Linked DNA regions of Rattus norvegicus: region 1 is linked to region 2. The links are chromatin contacts, called in public Hi-C maps. All regions are on one chromosome and are shown on one strand. The core of a region is the stretch at or near the end of the contact, and the rest is flanking DNA. Distances in the headings are between cores, read along the strand shown.

What was found. A called contact is a pair of places that touch in the nucleus more often than the background predicts.
Region 1: a Hi-C map of liver shows a contact between it and region 2, with 2.3 times the contacts expected there. The contact joins the promoter of Psma6 here to the enhancer-like site in region 2. A contact is called at or near these places in 6 of 12 Hi-C or Micro-C datasets (the A7r5 cell line, Schwann cells, frontal cortex and 3 more).

The regions. Positions count from the first base shown.
Region 1 is chr6:78,512,997-78,515,839 of GRCr8, forward strand. It overlaps Psma6 (proteasome 20S subunit alpha 6), which reads left to right and starts at 1,351. Exons shown (of 7, transcript NM_017283.3): 1 at 1,351-1,487. The coding sequence starts at 1,412.
Region 2 is chr6:78,474,098-78,477,115 of GRCr8, forward strand. All of the region lies in intron 4 of Prorp (protein only RNase P catalytic subunit), which reads left to right. Among named protein-coding and RNA genes, the nearest start is that of Psma6, 39 kb to the right of the region's middle. Within about 2 kb of position 1,379, at least 2 of the 93 cell types and tissues checked have an H3K27ac peak or open chromatin away from gene starts, as enhancers often do. A contact at or near this core is called in liver, where this site is marked.

The DNA of each region.
Region 1 (2,843 bases), core at 101-2,600, 39 kb after region 2:
GGAACTCAAGGAGGGCATCCCCTAGCAGTCTTACAGAGAACTCCTTATCTGTGACTGTTCAGGCAAACTGTGGGAGACTGAGAAAAGGACGCACAAGGTCAGGAGTTAATCCTAATGTAAGGACTGAACTAGAAGCGAGGGACAGCAGCTCTTATCAGTGCACTAGGGAATTGGAGCTGGAAAGCACCGGGTGTTCCAGAGCGGCTGTTTACATGGACTACTTTCTTAACCCACGTTTCAGTTTAGGATGTTGTACACCCCACTCCAGTCCCAGGCCCCCTTCTTTTTCCTGCGTAGCCTTATTGTGTCCTGAAACTCATCCTGTACACCTGGCTAGCCTTGAATCCAGAGGTCTGCCTCTGCCACCCAAGTGCTGGGACGAAAGATGCTCCCCACCACACTAGGCTTATTTTTTTAATACTTCACTTTCTAAAAGAAGAAGAAAAATTAACTCGAGAAATTAAAACTTTCTTATGAAGAATCTCTTCAAATGTTTTGCTTTAAAATAAGTGCTTTTAGAGAGAATACCACAGATCTGAGTATTTCAGTATTAAATCAGTAAATTGTTACAAATATTGGTGTGAACGAAACTTTTTTTATCTAGGGGAAAATTATGCCTCAACTTTTAGATTCACCAAATAGGAGTTGTGTCCTGGTGTGCACTATGTGTAGAATTTTAGAGTTTGAAAAACCAGTTTTCCAGGAGCTATTTCACCGACTTGGAATTACTCTCCAGTATTCAGCCAGCACAGCAACACAGGAACCGCAAGTTCCCATTACTTGTATCTCAACTTCAACTTCACTTTTAAGGCAAAAAAACAAACCAAACCAAAACAACATCAACGAAAAACCCTGGGCCGCTGTCCAAAGAAAAGTCTTGCCAGACTAGAAGAAAACTATTGTTATTTCCAGTGGCTTCTTCCATTAGCCCTCTTTCAGGGCTTACATTTAAGGGTGGCTGCTGCTCCCCCAAAACGTAGGAAGAGAAGTGGCAAGTGAAATGAAGTTAGGAAGAACAAAGCCAGAACTCCAGTAAGACAAGATAGCAAGTACAGGCGCCAAAACTGACTATCATACTGTCTCCTGAAGTCACAAGTAGGCAAATCACAACTGCGAACTTCCTCTTTTGGACAATATGTTCTCCAGAATGCACTAACGGCCGCGACCCAAATCCACCACCCAAAAGCACACCCGACCACAGAATGAGCTCGGGGCCCCGCCCACTTAGAGGCGGTGCTTTGGAACTCCTCCACTGGAACCCACCCCCGCCAGTACCTTACCAGAGCGGAAGCAGCTAGGCCGGTGCTCCGGAAGCAGTAGCCATAACTTCCGGGAGGGGCTTGTGTGCCTGGTGTGTGTGTGTGTGTGTGCGCTACGGGGTGTAGACTGTGTCTGAAATAGCGGGAACGCCATGTCCCGTGGTTCCAGCGCCGGTTTTGACCGGCACATTACTATTTTCTCTCCCGAGGGCCGACTCTACCAAGTAGGTGAGTGAACCAGGGCCGCCTGTGGGACATCCGAATTGCTCTGTCATGCTTCGGCCTGGAGCGAGCAGACGCGACCCAAGTATAGTTTGGGGCTTGAGGAAGGGCCTGAGCCAGGAAAGCAGAAGGATCGAGGTCGGGTTCACCCTCGTGTTCTCATCCCGTCTGCAAGCAGGCTTTGAGACAGAAGCTAAAGCCTGGCTCTCTTCAGGAGTGCCTTACTGTCCAGACACAAAGAATTAGGGCATTGCACTGTAATGCCTGACTCTGACTTCCGGAGGCCTCTTTAGCTCAGTGATTCTCAATGCTACGCCCCTTAAATTCATTTCCTCAACCATACATTTATTTTCGTTGCTACTTCAAAACTGCAATTTCTTTACTGCTATGAATCATAATGTAAACATGTGTGTTTTCCTATGGTCTTAGGCGGCTTTATGAAAAGGCTAGGGGTCGTGACCCACATGTTGAGAACCACTGCTTAGCTTCATTCTACCTGGAGTCTGAGTCTTCCCTTCGCTAAGAGTAATTGGTTCCTTAACCGTCCAACTAAAACACACATACACACACACACACACCCTCACCCTCCTTTCAATATAGACAGATGACTTGCTTTGTGGGCAATTCTGTACAGGTGTGCAAAGCCCTGTCAGACACTGCTGGTTCTAGAAAAGAGATAAAAGTCTGACAGCTTAAAGGAAGTGACAGAGAGTCAGACAAGTAACAAGAGGAGAATACAGGTTTACAAGTATTTGCAAAGTTCAAAACTGAGAAATAAAAGAACAGTAATAAACTACTCTTGAGACTGGCACCCGATCTTAACTCCCATGTGTAAGAATGCTTCTATAGTTTAAAAGCTGCTTCTCAATCTAGTTGAGGCTCAGTGTGTTAGTCTTTACTAAAAGAACAGCACTAATGGACAGAAACCTGAACTTGGCATCAGTTACTCTGTGTGTATAACAATACATTTTGGTAAATTGAAGTTGTGGCAGAGTTTAGGTTCCTGCCATAGAAAACTTAGTGTCAGAAGGGCTTGACATACGTCTGGTCCAGGATGATTTTATTCTAAAGTCTTTTATCTCAGTGTCTTGACAAGGAGGGCCGTGCTATCTTGGTTGAAAATCCTAGAATTGGTCTGTAAATGGAGTTCTACTCACCTATATGCTTTCTATATTAGATGGTTGTTTGAGGTGTTGCTTTCCCACTTTTACTCAGGACATGAGTTAGGCATTGCTGAGAAGAAGAAACTGAAAGAAGAGTGTGAGCAGGCAGTGTAGTGGTGCAGAGTTCAGGCCTGCAGCCACACCTGGATTTGCATACCTGCTGCACTCCATACGGCTGGCCTGGCAGCACAGAATCTTG
Region 2 (3,018 bases), core at 129-2,628:
AATGTCTTAACATGTATTTACTGTGTTATTTCTTAACATGTATTTAAGGGGATCTTGGGTTCCAGCCCACGTTCCCAGGCTCGGTGTCAAGCTCCTTTACCTTTTAAAGCCAGACAGGTAGTACTGACCTGTGGTCACAGCCCTTGGGAGGTAGAGGCAGGAAGATCAGGAGTTCAGGTTACTTTTGGCTGCATAGGGGAGTTAAAGGTCAGTCTGGGCTACATAACAAGACCACAACTTATATCTCAAACTTCACCCTCACCCCATAATCATCCCCCAGACCTCCCCAAAAAACAGGATAGTTTGCAATGTGTGGAGAAACCAACCCTTGTCTTTCCTCAGGTCACTTATGCTAAGCCGCCTTAAAACTCACTTATAGGGCTGGAGAGATGGCTCAGTGGTTAAGAGCACTGGCTGCTCTTCCAGAGGTCCTGAGTTCAATTCCCAGCAACCACATGGTGCCTCACAACCATCTGTAATGAGATCTGATGCCCTCTTCTGGTGTGTCTGAAGACAGCTACAGTGTAGTCATATAAGTAAATCTTTTTTAAAAAAAAAAACTTATTTTAAAAAAAAACCTCAATTATAACTTATCTTCAGCAGGCCTAAAGGTTTTTTCCTGTGTCCTGTCATTCCTTAGGCACTGCGCACCTTTTTTTTCTTCACAATGATCACAACATGTTTTTCTCCATGATTATGCAATAGTTCCTCATCTTGATTTGTAGCCAGCAAATAAGAAGTTATACCTTGCATTTTACTTTCAGAAAGCAACCAAGTTCAGGACCTACAAGGTGCTCAGCAGGGAAAGGCACCTGCCTCTCAGCCTACTGACGTGAGTTTGATCCCTAGGACCTACATAGTGGAAAGAGAGAACTCGAGAACTCACTTCCTTCCATAATTTGTCCTCTGACCTCCAAAGGCACACTGTGGCAAAGTGCAAGTGTGTGCGGGGGGAGAGGGGTTGCACACACACACACACACACACACACACACACACACACACACACACAATTTAAAGAGAAACAAGGTTCATCAGTATTGTACAAAGAGAGCAGTGGGCACAGCAGGAAAGACAGCCTGACACCAGATGCACATGTGTCTCACCCTTGGGAAGTCGATGCAGCAGACATTGGGATCAAAGATCACCCCTAGATACTTAGAGTTTGAGGCCAGCCTCCTGACCCTGTCTCAAACGTTCCCACACCTCTACAAAAGAAGAAAAAGAAGCCTGCCTCTCTGTACTTCGTACATTGCATTTCATTTCTTTGTTAGGGAAAGGAATGTGGAAAGTAGACCTTTGCTCCCACCGATGGCTGCTCAGCTCTCTTGAGTTCTTTGAAGGTCAGGTCTCCCTGGTGGCTAAGGCACCTGCCAGCAGTACTTGCTCACACAGCTTAGAAAACAACTGAGGTCATCTAAGAGCGCTCTGACGTTGGTTTGCTACTCATTATTAGAACACAACAAATATTGAAGGATGGCAGCTCTCCGTGCGTACACGGTTGGAAAAGTCGAGAAGTATGTTTGCATGTTGTTGCAGTTAAAATCAGATGGCAAGGTTTAGAGTTGTGTAACTGTGGAATATTTTCTAGCCACAAACTCCCTAGATGCGCATTTCACATTCATTAGCAATCAGGCCCAAGGATACTTGGATCCAAATCTGCTTTGGAAACTAATTTTTCCAAATACTTTGTTTCCTAGATCCGTACTAAAGTGATGTATGACGTCACCTGTTCAACTCCGTCAACAACTTACTTCTGTGAGATAGCTTTGCCTTTTCCTTGCTCTTCCCTAGTCTCCCCTCCCTTCCCCAAGTAGTGAGCATTGAACTAGAACCTCACTCAAGCGAGGCAAGTCTCCACCATTAAACAATATCCCCAAGCCTCTTTTGAACAGTTCTCTCTAATTTGCCATAGCTGTTCTTGGAATCACTCTACTGCCCAGGCAGCCTTGAACCTGCTTCAGCCTCCCCAGTTGCTAGGCTTACAGACTATAGCAGAACCAAATTAAGTTACTCAGTTGATCCTAGCAGTGACACACACACACACACACACACACACACACACACACACACACACACACACACACTTTATATTTTGATATGGCTAAAACAGCTCAATGGCTGGCCTACTTCCTGACCTCCACATGGCTAGCCCACCCACCTCTGATATTCCTGACTGACTAAAATCTATATTCCGGGGTTGGGGATTTAGCTCAGTGGTAGAGCGCTTGCCTAGGAAGCGCAAGGCCCTGGGTTCAGTCCCTAGCTCCGAAAAAAAGAACAAAAAAAAAAAGCTATATTCCATCTTTGCTGCTCTAGGCCCGGTCACGCAGCCCTCTCTGGCTGCATTCATCCAGTTCCTACATGGTGACCATGTTCCCTTTCCCTGTCCCACAAGGACATCTTGGTTCTCCTCCTCCCAGCATGGTCTCTCTCTCTCTCTCTCTCTCTCTCTCTCTCTCTCTCTCTCTCTCTCTCTCCTTTCCTACCTCCTCTGTCTCTTGCCTGGGAAATCCTAAAGTCCCTCCTCTGTCTCCCTGACCAGCCATTGACTGCTGGCAACTTTATTTACCAATCAAAACAAACTGGGGCAGGGACCCTGAGTGTCTTACTACATGGGGACATGCGGATTTATGCAATTCTGGGGACCCAGACTAACATAATACAAGCAACATTAGACCAAACCCACAGCAACAAACCTCACCTACTAGTTGGACTTTAGAACTTATCTGTCTTGCCAGTCTCATCCTGACAGTCCAGTAAAAGAGTTCATCTAAGTTTGGATCATTGTCGGCCGTCTGCTAATCACGTGAGGTGTGAAAGCCCCATTCCAGCCACACTGTCACTGACTTCCTCCTTTTTAGGCTTCTCCAGAACAGGAGTCATGAAAGAGTAACCATGCAAGGTTTATAGAAGGAGGCAGGTGAGACTCATGACATTGGAAAGTGTGCTGAGGTGACAAAGAGGTGGTGAGACAGTGAAGATTTCCTAACACTGATTACAGAGCACCTTCCCCTGCC